2 separate regions of the Hordeum vulgare genome follow, and region 1 is linked to region 2. The links are chromatin contacts, called in public Hi-C maps. All regions are on one chromosome and are shown on one strand. Each heading gives the region's core, a stretch centred on a gene start, on an enhancer-like site or on the middle of the called end of the contact. The rest is flanking DNA. Distances are from core to core; before and after follow the strand shown.

Evidence for each region. A called contact is a pair of places that touch in the nucleus more often than the background predicts.
Region 1: a Hi-C map of leaf shows a contact between it and region 2, with 2.2 times the contacts expected there. The contact joins the promoter of LOC123419534 here to the promoter of LOC123450253 in region 2. A contact is called at or near these places in 3 of 6 Hi-C or Micro-C datasets (leaf and seedling).

What each region holds. Positions count from the first base shown.
Region 1 is chr1H:500,022,209-500,029,104 of MorexV3_pseudomolecules_assembly, reverse strand. LOC123419534 (E3 SUMO-protein ligase MMS21) reads left to right here and starts at 4,902. Exons shown (of 7, transcript XM_045107179.1): 1 at 4,902-5,046; 2 at 5,156-5,227; 3 at 5,311-5,421; 4 at 5,514-5,624; 5 at 5,838-5,977. The coding sequence starts at 4,975.
Region 2 is chr1H:499,869,921-499,876,277 of MorexV3_pseudomolecules_assembly, reverse strand. LOC123450253 (auxin response factor 15-like) reads right to left here and starts at 4,868. Exons shown (of 11, transcript XM_045127602.1): 1 at 4,178-4,868; 2 at 3,980-4,036; 3 at 3,700-3,885; 4 at 3,506-3,590; 5 at 2,687-2,777; 6 at 2,445-2,609; 7 at 1,817-1,936; 8 at 1,658-1,730; 9 at 269-428; 10 at 1-180. The coding sequence starts at 4,558.

The sequences.
Region 1 (6,896 bases), core at 3,653-6,152, 150 kb before region 2:
ACGACAAGCCAGTCGGGACCTTCATACTAAGCAGGCATTCAAAGAAGATTTCCTTCTCTTCTTTGGTAAGAGCGTAGCTGGCAGGACCTTCATACTGCTTTGGAGGCATGCCGTCTTTTTCGTGCAAACGTTGCAGGTCCTCCCGTGCCTCAGCTGTATCTTTTGTCTTCCCATACACGCCCAAGAAGCCTAGCAGGTTGACGCAAAGGTTCTTCGTCACGTGCATCACGTCTATCGAAGAGCGGACCTCTAGGTCTTTCGAGTAGGGTAGGTCCCAAAATATAGATTTCTTCATTCACATGGATGCGTGTCCCCCAGCGTCACTCAGAACAGCTAGTCCGTCGGGACCTTACCAAAGATTACGTGTAAATCATTGACCATAGCAAGTACGTGATCACCGGTACGCATGGCGGGCTTCTTCCGGTGACCTGCCTCGCCTTTGAAATGCTTGCCTTTCTTTCGAAATTGATGGTTGGTCAGAAGAAATCGACGATGGCCCAGGTACACATTCTTCCTACAGCTTCCCAGGTATATACTTTCGGTGTCAGCTAAACAGTGCGTGCATGCGTGGTATCCCTTGTTTGTCTGTCCTGAAAGGTTACTGAGAGCGGGCCAATTGTTGATGGTTACAAACAGCAACGCGTGCAGGTTAAATTCCTCCTGTTTGTGCTCATCCCACGCACGTACACCGTTTCCATTCCACAACAGTAAAAGTTCTTCAACTAATGACCTTAGGTACACATCAATGTCGTTGCCGGGTTGCTTAGGGCCTTGGATGAGAACTGGCATCATAATGAACTTCCGCTTCATGCACATCCAAGGAGGAAGGTTATACATACATAGAGTCACGGGCCAGGTGCTGTGATTGCTGCTCTGTTCCCCGAAATGATTAATGCCATCCGCGCTTAAACCAAACCATGCGTTCCTTGGGTCACGTGCAAACTCAGCCCAGTACTCTCTCTCGATTTTTCTCCACCGCGACCCGTCAGCGGGTGCTCTCAACTTCCCGTCTTTCTTACGGTCCTCACTCTGCCATCGCATCAACTTGGCATGCTCTTTGTTTCTGAACAGTCGTTTCAACCGTGGTATTATAGAAGCATACCACATCACCTTCGCAGGAACTCTCTTCGTGCGGGGCTCGCCGTCAACATCACCAGGGTCATCTCGTCTGATCTTATACCGCAATGCACCGCATACCGGGCATGCGTTCAAATCCTCGTACGCACCGCGGTAGAGGATGCAGTCATTAGGGCATGCATGTATCTTCTGCACCTCCAATCCTAGAGGGCATACGACCTTCTTTATTGCGTACGTACTGTCGGGCAATTCATTATCCTTTGGAAGCTTCTTCTTCAATATTTTCAGTAGCTTCTCAAATCCTTTGTCACGCACAGCATTCTCTGCCTTCCACTGCAGCAATTCCAGTACGGTACCCAGCTTTGTGTTGCCATCTTCACAATTGGGGTACAACTTTTTTTGTGATCCTCTAACATGCGATCGAACTTCAGCTTCTCCTTTTGACTTTCGCATTGCGTCCTTGCATCGACAATGACCCGGCGGAGATCATCATCGGGCACATTGTCTGGTTTCTCTTGATCTTCAACAGCTTCCCCTGTTGCAGCATCATCGGGCACATCGTCTGGTTCCTCTTGATCTTCAGCAGCTCCCCCCGTTGCAGCATCACCGTATTCAGGGAGCACATAGTTCTCATCGTCCTCTTCTTCCCCTATTTCTCTGTGCCTCGTCCAAACATTATAGTGTGGCATGAAACCCTTGTAAAGCAGGTGGGTGTGAAGGATTTTTCGGTCAGAGTAAGACTTCGTATTCCCACATTTACTGCATGGGCAACACATAAAACCATTCTGCTTGTTTGCCTGAGCCACTTGGAGAAAAATATGCACGCCCTTAATGTACTCGGAGGTGTGTTTGTCACCATACATCCATTGCCGGTTCATCCGCGTGCATTACATATAATTATGTGTGTCAAAATTAAGAAAATCAGACAAATATCTATCTAAAGTAAGAAAATCAGACAAGTATCATAAAGAAGATAAGAACAAGAGGCTCACCACGGTGGTGCCGGCGACGAGATCGGCGCGGGCGATCAACGACGGTGAAAACGGGGACGGGGCGTGACGGACCCCTAAATCTAGACAAATCTCGGGAAAAATGAAGCTCCTAGGTCGAGCTTCGAGAGGAGAAAGCTTAACTACTGTGGCTCGGGCATTTCATCGAACACCTCATGTGCATAGGAGGTGAGCTAGAGCACCAAAATGCCCTCCCCTCGCCGGTAAAAAAAAACAGAGTGCTCTGCCGCGACGATGGGTATATATAGGCAACTTATTTGTACCGGTTCGTGGCATGAACCGAGACTAAAGCCACCCCTTCTGTCCCGGTTCATGCCACGAACCGGGACCAATGGTTGTGGGCCAGCAGCGAGGACCATTGGTCCCGGTTCGTGGCTCGAACCGGGACAAATGGTTCTACACGAACCGGGACCAATGCCCACGAGGCCCCCGCCGGCCCCCTGGGCTCACGAACCGGGTCTTATACCCCCATTGGTCCCGGTTCTTCAAGAACCGGGACTAATGGGCTGGCCAGGGCCGAACGATAGCCCTGTTTTCTACCAGTGATCTGGGCACACCGTGTCGTGCCAGGCTGGCCCGTTTGGCCACGACTGCGTATACATGCCATGGTCTACAAGATTTAGCAATCCGGAACCTACTATTGGACGCATTTTGCGTCCGATAGGGTACCTTCGCATAGGCAAGCCACTAGGTCGCCGCCGCAAGCAAGGCAACTAGGCTGGCCCAGGTAACCAGCTCGTTTTTTTTTCTTTTTATTTATTTGTTTTGCTTTTTTGTCTTATTCTTTATTTTCATTTGTGTTTCTCTTTCTCTTTTTCCTAAAAGGTTTTATGTTTTGATTTTTTTTGAGTTTCTCAAACTTAATCAACTGTTGTATTTTCAGATAAAAATTATAGATGATTTTTTTAAATTTTTTTGAAGAATTTTCAAAAAAACAAGAAATTTGAAAACAGGAGCATTTGAAAGCATACAACATTTAAAAAAAACTACTTTTCTAAATATTTGTAAACAATTTTTGAAGCAAAAACATTTTTTCTACTTATGTATACTTTTTGAAACATGAAAATTTTTCGAACTTACGGACATTTTTTAAAATGGGAAACATATTTTAGAAAATGAAGAAGATTTTATAAAACTCCTAAACATTTTTAAATTATGAAAATTTTTAGAATTGGTGAACAAAATTTGAACAACTTTTTAATTGGTGAGGAAAATTTTGAAAAAGCGAAACATTTTATTTAAAATAAGATTTTTTTGTAAAAGTGTCAAAACAAGAACATTTGTTTTAAAATTTGACCAATTTATGGAAAAATATCATTTTTTGAAATATGTAAACAATTTTTGAAGCGGATTTTTTTTCCAACTTATTTACACTTTATGAAACACGGGCATTTTTTGAACTGGCGTACACTTTTTGAAAAAGCAAACATTTTTTAGGAAAAGTAGAACAATTTTGAAAGTTCCAAAACATTTTCAAGTCATGATTTTTTTTAGAATTGGTGAAAAAAACTGAAACATTTTCTCAATTTGTGAACAGATTTTAAAAGAGAGACAACAACAGCTCGAATTTGCCTACTAAGTAAGACCTTCACCTCAACAAATATAGTAGTTAAGGTAGTGAAGAATGTAGGACCCAAATCTGGCCTATAAGCTAACATGTGGTGCATTGCAGCTTCCTCCACAAACGTTGGATTACTTAATGCACAATGGCAAAACGGGATGAAGAATGTGCAAATCTGGGGGACATAATAGGGGCTTTGTTTCATCGTATAACAATAACATTTTTTATAAAATGTGAAAGCAAGAACATTTTTTTGAAAATTGTGACAACTTTATGAAAAAGGAACATTTTAAAAAATCTGTAAATAAATTTTAAAGCGTGAACATTTTTCAACTTACATACACAGTTTGAACTTACATACATTTTTTAAAAGGTAAATATATTTCAGAAAATAATCAACATTTTCAAATCATGAACGTTTTAAGAATTGGTGAACAAAATTTGAATTTTTTTACAATTTGTGAACAAAAATTATAAAAGAGAAACATTTTTCGTAAAACAGGAACATATTTTATAAAAATTTGAAAGCAAGAACATTTTTTGTAAACTCTGTTCAATTTATGAAAAAACATTTTTTTAATTACCTGCAGTTTTTCTACTATGAGAGCAATTTTTGAAAGACGAACATTTTTGAAAAATAAACACATTTTGAAAAAAAAGGAAAACCTGTTACGAATTAAAGCAATGAAAAACGGAAAAGCAAAATTAAGCGGCACATACCAGGGGGTAGCGACTGTTTATTAAAAACAGAGGACTCTGCTAAGTGGTAACACGATGTATAGAGTCTGACACCTGCCCGGTGCTGGAAAGTCGGAAGGAGAAATGTGATAAGCTTTGAATGGAAGCCCCGGTAAATGGCATTTTGTAAAAAAGGAACATTTTTCTAAAATCACGAACATTTGTTGAAAATGTTGAACATTTTTGTAAAATCCCGAACATTTTTTGAAGTTATGAATGTTTTTGGTACACGACATTTATTTGAAATTTAGAACACTTTTATAAAAGCAACAATATTTTCTGAATTTCAAAAATAATTTTCAAACATGAACTTAGTTTTTTTGAAAATAAACATAGAAAAAATAAAAAAAATTGAAACAGAAACAGAAAAACGAAAAGAAAAAGCAGAAAAACGAAACAGTTAAAAGGACAAAATAAAGCAAAAAACGAAACAGCCTGCAGAGGGAGATGGGGCTGTCCAGTTGATCTCGCACTGTGCGTTTGCCCGACTATTTGACGCAAAGAGCGTCAAATAGGTTTTCCAGCAGTCCAGCTTCCCTCCATTCCCCCGCGGAGAAAAAAAAGGGGAACCGCGGGAGTTCGCCGGAGATGTCGTCGGCGGCGACGAAGCTCGCCACCGCGGCCGACGCCACCTCGGCGGAGGCCCAAACCCTCGTCTTGGTAACAACTCCTCTCCCCGCCCACCTCTCCAGTCTCCCCCACCAATCAATCCTCCCTCCGATTTCATCCCGCAAAACCCTAACCCCTGCCAAAATTCCCAAACCCGCAGGACATGCGCAAGGCGCTCAGCTCCATGAAGGCCCTCGCCGTGGAGTACGAGAGGGCCGGCAAGTCCGACAAGGCACGCCGCCGCTCCCCATTAGCCCCCGAATCCCGCCTCCCCTCGAAACCCCTGACCCCCCCGAACCGCGTGGATTTCTGCAGGTGAAGCAGCTCGAGGACGCGGTGCAGGAGCTCGTGGCCTCGTACGAGGAGTGCGCGTACCTCGCCGAGGCGGTCAAGCAGGTGCCCGGCGCGTACCAGCCGTCTGACCAGGTGCGGGCCGTGGCGCTTCTGTGTGGTGGGGGCGTTCGGATTGGGGGCAAATTTGGGCTAACTGTCTGCACTCTGTTTGTTGGTTTGGGAAGGCGACGGATTTCAGAAAGCTCATCGAGGGGGAGGTTGCCAAGGTCAAGGGGACCTCGCGGTCGTCGGGACACAAGGATCAGCTCATACGGCAGTTCAAAGAGGCTGTTTGGGTATGCGATTCAGAGACTCTTATTTCTGATTGTCGTGAAGATTATCTGCAATTGTGTGCTGTAGGTGCATTTGCCAGGTGCTGATGTATTGCCCAGAGCTGCGCGCAAAAGTTGTTTAACTTTTGTTGGGATACTAATGGCAAGGAATGTGTCTGTTTGTGCATGATTTCGAAGTGCCTGACCTTTTGTGTGCTTGTGTTCTGTCTCTGCCAGGAGGTTCACCATGCAGGTCAACCGATGCCTGGTGATGAACAAGAGGAACTTGTTATGACTAGCACCCAGAACTGCATCCTAAATATGCATTGCCCATTGACTTTGAAGCCTATAGTTGAGTTGGAAAATCCAGTTCGCTGGTAAGCAGTCAGTGCCTGGTTTTATTTTCATACTCTACTATGAAATTTGTGTTGTCTGTGAACATGCTTGAGCACCACTCGTTACTGTAAATGTTTGTTGAAAGAACACCCACCAAATAAAAACTGATTGAAGTTTTGTTTTCAAACTGAAAAAGGAGCAAAGTTTGTAGGCACAATTCAATACCTCATAGTGCACTTCTACTTATGTTTGTATTTGCCTCTAAATACCGTTTCAGTATCTTTGAAACCACCAGATTTGGTTGTCCTTGTTTTTTATGTGCATACTATAGTAAATTATTAGAATTTGTAGCCTCACTGTGTAGGATCTGCATCCTATATGAAAAGCTTGCTCTTAATCCTGTGTGTCAGTAGAACTAGTTGGCAACTGTAAATCGAACAACTGGAATTGGTATCCTATCAAACCACTAACTATTAATTTTGATTTATTTGCTCAAGCAAGGGGCTTCACCACTGGACGAAGTATGCAAAAAATGCTATAAAATGCACGCAGCCAAATATCTGCGGATGTTGAATTCCAAATAGATCTGTAGGCCCACTGTGTAGGATCCGCATGGTATATGAAAAGCTTGGTCTTAATCCTGTGTGTCAGTAGAACTAGTTTGCAACTGTGAATCGAACCACTGGAGTTGGTGTCGGTCAAAACAACTAACTATTAATTTTTATTTATTTGCTCAAGTAAGGGGTTTCACCACTTGATGAAATAACAAAAATGCTAGAGAGTGCAGACAGCTAAAATATCTGTGTGCTAAATTGCAAATAGATTTGTTTCCCCATTGTCTAGGATCGGGGTGCTATAAGAAAAGCTTTTTTCCTTCTGTTAACAGATCCTTTGTTTTCACCCTCAAAAAAAGAACCTTTGTTTTCAGAAACGCTAGAAATCACAGCAGCTAAATTATGC
Region 2 (6,357 bases), core at 3,619-6,118:
CATTGTTACTCCCATTATTAGAGCAACCTCGTTCATCGATGTACTGCAAGTTTCTTGCTTCACATGGCTGTGAAGTAGCAACAGCAGTACCATCATGAGTTCTATAACCCAATAATTCTTGACCTTGCAAGACCTTGCGGAGTTGTGCAGACTCTGCAAAATCAGGGCGACCACCTCCATCTATGAAAAGGAAAAGGATAGTTTCAGGTTAGATGCGACAGAAAAGAATTTGATCAAGTGTTGTTTCAAACTACAATAAGAAACATACACGGGACCGTGTACTCTGGATTAGCATGCGGAAGATATGGTTTCATCCGCTTAGAAGTTGGTGCAGCCAGATGGGATCCTGAAGCTGCACTGGTCAGCTCAATCTCCCAAGGAGACAACCTGTTTGGCCGACGGAATTCACCATCATCATCCCACCTTACCTGTCAAGATGGAAGTAGGTTAATTAAATATAGGTACATTCCAGGCAATGCAAAACGCTCTTAGGGATGAAGACCAGAGCATATAGTAGTGTAAAAACAGTATAATGCATTTTTTCCTTACAACATTGTGACTTCATTAACCCTTATGACACACATCTACGGCCAAATTTAAACTAACATGAAAGAATGGCATGAATAGTAAATGTATATAAGATATTTTTCATGATGTTAAATGTGACCTAACTTTGCAGAGAGTGCAATTGTCCGTGTGAAACAAAGCAGACTTTACTGTTAAGGAATTACGAATACAACACTTAAAAGTCTTGCAGAACCATTTCTGGTTCCTTGATTAAATTACTTAATACTCCCTCCGTCCCAAAATAATTGTCGGAGATTTAATACTAAAGTGGTACAAATTTTGTACTAGACCAACATCACTTATTTTGGGATGGAGAAAGTACTAAATTATTATGACTTCTGAGTTCCACAATCATAACTTAATGACTTTGGTTTCTTTCATAAAAGTAATGCTAATGTAATATCTTAGAAAGCCAATTTGGATTCAGTAATTTGGAAATCTTTATACACTTCAGACAAAACCTGACATCAGTATAAAATAATGTGAGACGGCTTCTTGACAGCACATTTTAAACCAAATCGCACATCAACATGTCCATGTTTGCTTCTTCTTGTTGTATAATACAGTGTCTAAGCAATAAGGGCACGTCAAGACAGAAACATAAATACACAAAGCAAACATCACAATGCACTCAATGGATAAAATCAAGAAGGTAAAAAAAGCGTCCTCGGCAAGGCGTGCTACTTTTGGCTGTAGGGGCATTCGTATTGCACTCATAACAGCATAAGTTACAATGGGTGTCTAGATTAGATAAAATCAATAGACATTCAATTCATATTGCATCTGTTACAACATTTGATCAGCCACTGCTTTCTACTAAATGAGTTCCCGTTCGCTTAGAAGGTAATCAATATGTCCAGTTGTGTACCCTCACCATTAAATACATTAATCACTAGCTGTCGCCAGAATAATAGGGGAGGAATTCTGGTACGCTTTTGCACCTAGTGTGTGGTTAAGTTGCATCATAACTAGTTGGTGGTTAAGTTGCAGTGTTACTTTGACAGTACAAAACAGAAAGGTGTACTGCAAAATTCCAAACGAAGCATATACGGTGAACAACTACTGTGAGAGACATTAAATTACGGCATACCAGCAGGCATTTCCATTTTGAACCACGCCACCTAGGGTCTGCATCAACAGTTCCAGTAATTATCCCTGTGTACCTGTAGGATAATCCCATACATTAGTAAACCAGCTGAATTCAGTTCAGATAATACGAGTTATTAGTAGGGCAGTTGCAGCAACAAACCTTCTTTCAGCAGCATCCTCACTTTCATATCTCATTTTGAACCTCCAGCCAACAGAAAATGGTTGACTGATGCTTTTGGTAAACTTCCAGTAGGGTACGATGAATTCAGATTGACTTAACCTGTCAATTATTTAAGAAACAATATCAAACCAGAACTACTGTACGTTGCATCACGAAAAAAATGGAGTAGCAGCAAAGTACTATAGCAGTATTTACAATTCTACTTTCAAATCAATTTAGCATCACAAATACATGATTTTACAAGGCAAAGAACAAAAAAAGCATGAAGGCGAACTAGCACTCAAAACAGCGTCGCAAAACTAGTTTAAAATCAATTGTCAAAAGGGACACCACTCAAGTTTAAACCTTGAAATTTCAGCAAAGACACTTAAGTAGCCAAGAATCATTAAATATCAAAACATCAAAAAAATGATACTGTGTGTCATTGAGATACACATCAGTCCACCACTAAATAGTTCTAGCCCAGCCACAACCTCCATGTATATCAGACCTTATGCAAGCACAAGGTATTCTATTTTTCTAAGAGTGACACGGTAGTATAATTTAAAAAAAAACAAGCATCAACTTCCGAAGGCATTAATAAAATGACAAGCAAGCTGATTATTACCTGGGGTTATAGAAGATCTGGAACATGCTCTTTGTAGACACAGCATGTGTGACATTAGCTAGTGTACCAAGGTTCGAGCATTGGCTATATAGCGCCGGAAAAGCGGATCCATTTTTCAGCTGAACCGCACGGCGTACTCCCAGTCTAAGCTCCCCATCGTCGCCCCTGGGAGTTGATGAAAAATGATTAAAATGGACCAACAACATCTTGAGCTGCTTAGATGCATGATCATGTTAGCCTACCGCAGAAAGAGGACAGCATCCCCGGAGACAAGCTTCTTCTTGTTGACAAATGCACTCCATCCGGTGGTTAGAAGGTGCCTGCGCGGCTGGCCTGCATCACATTCAGTTAGATGTGGATGTATCAGCAATCAAGACACCCTTAACTTGATATGGTTGTCCTTTGCATGTCTCGAAAGTGACCAGACTCCCCGGCAAAAAAGCTGTCTAGCAAATGAATAATGCAGCTGGCATTTCTACCAAGTGATGGTAGTAGTACTATTTGTAGAGCTACCCTCCAAGGTACTGAGAGCATGTGGTGAAACACAAGAAAGCAAAATAAGGGAGTGCCAAGAATACTGAAGCCATACTTCAGAAGTGTACAATCATAAGCAATGATCACGCAAAAGCTCAGATGGGCTTTCAAAAAGGCCAAGTGGTCAAACATAAGTACAAATCCAGGTCCAAGATGAGCAAAGACGATGCAAAGTTGTAATACTTAAAGTGTTGTGCTCAGTAAGAACCAGGAGTGCTGGTGCTCAGTGAAGAAGTGAGCGCGCTCGCAAAAATCGATGTATGATTACTCAAAATCTCAAATGAAAGGACTCAAGCTTGCTTGCTGGTGCAGCCACAGCATCAACTCGAAATCGATGTATGATCACTCAAAATCCCAGATGAAAGGATTCAAAGCCATAGCTGGTCCAGCCATGGCATCAACTCAGAACCGGAAAATGAATGCTGTGTGCAGGAGTTGGAATGTACCAAGTGCACAGCCCATATCTAAGTATCTTGCTACCGAACCAAGGTAAAATCATGAATGTGTTTGTTCAGCTGTGGTGGTACCTCGATAGATGTGGCGGAACTTCCACTCGGTGCCGTGCAAATCCTTGGCGACCAGCTCCTGAGACGGCCGCTGCTGGTTGTAGTCCTGCGTTCCCGGAACCAAACCAGAGAGCTTGAGCAAACAAGCTGACTGAAAGCGCAATGGCAGAAATGAGTGGAGAGAGGGGTTGACGGGGCCAGGCCAATGCGCGCACCAGATGGGGGAAGCAGTCCTCGGCGGCGCGGCGCGGCACGGAGAAGCCGCCGTGGGTGCTGGTGTCGGAGGCGGTGAGCGTCTTGCAGAACATGTGCGGCATCCTCGCGAAGCGCTGCTTGACGGTCTCGCCGTCCTCGCCGCCGCTCACGTCGTCCGTGGCCTCGCGCATCCGCCGGACAAGCTCCTGCGGATCAAGCCGGGGCTCGGTTAGCAAAACGCCGCATGGAAACCGAACCGAACAGAGCCGCCATTGCGGGCCTCGGAGCACCGGCACGCACCTCGTTCTCGGGGAGCAGGGAGAGCTGCGCGTACACCTCGTCCGTGGTCGCGTCCGCCTGCGAGCAAGCGCAAAACCAACCAACGAATAACGGAGTGAGCCCGGCGGCATGGTCGCGGGTGAAAGGAGATACCATCGAGCAGGGGAGCGACAGACGGACGGACACATTGAAGCACGGAGGCGGCTGGGGGGCACTTACGTGGAGCGTGACGTCGACGACGCGGCAGAAGACGTGGGGCGGCACGGCGGCGGCGGGCGAAGCCGCGGCGTGCGCGGGCGCGTCGCCGAGGTGGTCGAGGTGGCCCTGCGGGAGGTAGACGACGACGCTGCCCTTGCGCGGCATGGGTGCCACCGGCCCCGCGCAGGCGTGCCAGAGCTCGAGGCACACCGCGCTGGGCCGCGACGGCGGCGTCGCCACGGGGGAGCTCGCCTGGCCGTTGTAGCCCGACTGCGTCTGCGAGTGGGAGTGGGAGTGGGACTGGGAGGAGCAGTCCCCGCCGCAGCCGGTCCCGGCGAGCAGCGGCTCAGCGGACGACTCCTCCTCGTCCTCCTCCACGGTGTTGAGGTCGATCCCCGCCATCCGAGGCAGCGAGAAGCTGGAGCGCAAGGCGGTGTGGACGGTCGGAGACGGATGGACGCAGGCGAAGAGGTTAATGAAGCGGGGCGGGCGGGCGGGTGGGTGGCTAGGGGCGGGGCGGGGGAGACGGCGCGGCGCGGCGGGGCATGGCGGCAATGGCCATGAATGATGGATGGGTGTGTGTCGATGGTCTGGATGGCCGGGGGGGCGGGGGGCGGGGGGCTGCTGCTACTAGTAGTGGTAGTGGCCAAAACAAAAGGTGGGAGAGGGAAGCGGCCAAGGCCAAGCGGGACTGCAACGGCGTCCGTCCGTCCGTCCGCGTGAAAAGGGGCGGGCGGGCGCAGTAGAAATCAATACTCCGTCGATTTCTGCGTGCGTGCGTGGATATTTTCGTTCTTCTCCGTGGGAGGGGAAAGGGGGGGTGGGGGTGGTGGATTAAAGAAAGGGGAAAGGTGAAAAGGAGAGCGGAAGAGGCGGGAGGCGGGCACAGTCATGCAGCAGCAGCAGCAGCAGCAGCAGACCGCAGAGGTGGGTGTGTAGCGTGGGGGATGGATGGAGTGGATTGACGGGATGGGTGGACGGCAGGGAGGCATGTACCCCTACTCCTACTCCACCTTCTTGTTGTACTAGATAGACGACCGTATTGTGTATTGTAGACCGTGCAGGAGTACTAGCAGGAGTAGAATTGCAAACGGTAAATAGGAGAGCAGTAATAATGAGGGCTCCTATACGGTGTTCCGAGGTGGTGCTTCCATCTGTTCCACCCACCGGGCCTGTGGTTGTGCCTACTCGCTCCACTCATTGGTCCTGTTTGGATACTCTAAGAGCAAATACAATAGGTTGATGTAGACGGATTGTAAGACTTAAAATAATATATTTGTGATGAGTTGGAAGAAAGAGAAGAGGAGCGGGCTACAAACTAAGAGTCGGCTGTAACACGTGCTCCTAGGCATTTTGTGAGAGAGAATGGTGGGCCTTGTATCAATAAAATAGTACTTATTTACATCTACCTATTATACTTGCGGGCTATAAGCTTGGCTATAGATGACGTGTCAACATCATATAGCCAGCAGCTGGTTGTACTATTAACCATGCTCTAACCTGGTTAGAGCTAGAGTTAGATTCTAACCCTTGAACTAACCTAAACCAACTTTAACTCTAAGGCTGGCCATAGTGAGAGTAACTTAGGTAGTATCATGTACTTGGGACTAGCAAACATGCTGATGTGGCAGACAATTAAAGACGAGAGAGAGGGTTAGAGTAACATAGATAGATATCATAACATGTCAAATACTATGCTATTATGTGTCATGCATGTCAATAAATGAGGTCATCTATGATAGTGCTCCTCACTATGACCAGCCTAAAGGTTTTTGGATTGAAGGGTTAGATGGACAATAAATATTTTTTCTCGATCATTTGGCTACTTTGGACCTCTCTCTTTCCCTGGACCCCACCTACTCTAACCCAAAAAAGCATCTCTTCGATGGGTTATTGTTTTTGGTGGGTTAGATGCATCTAACCAACTCTAACCCACTTGTTTGGATCTTTGAAGGTTAGATGGCTCAAATCTAACCCACTCTAACTCTAACCCTAAGATCCAAACAGCCATTCAAGTGAGGTGTGGTTGTTGTTTTTACTACTACCAAGTTCTACATTTTACCGGTTCCAATGTTAGGCCCCTCTTTCAACCGAAGAAAGGGTTGAGCACACCGTATAAAGTAGTGATGTAACCTGGTTATTTCATCATATCTTATGACAAAAGCTAAACTAGTTGAGATTTGCTTGAAAAGAGAGAGAGA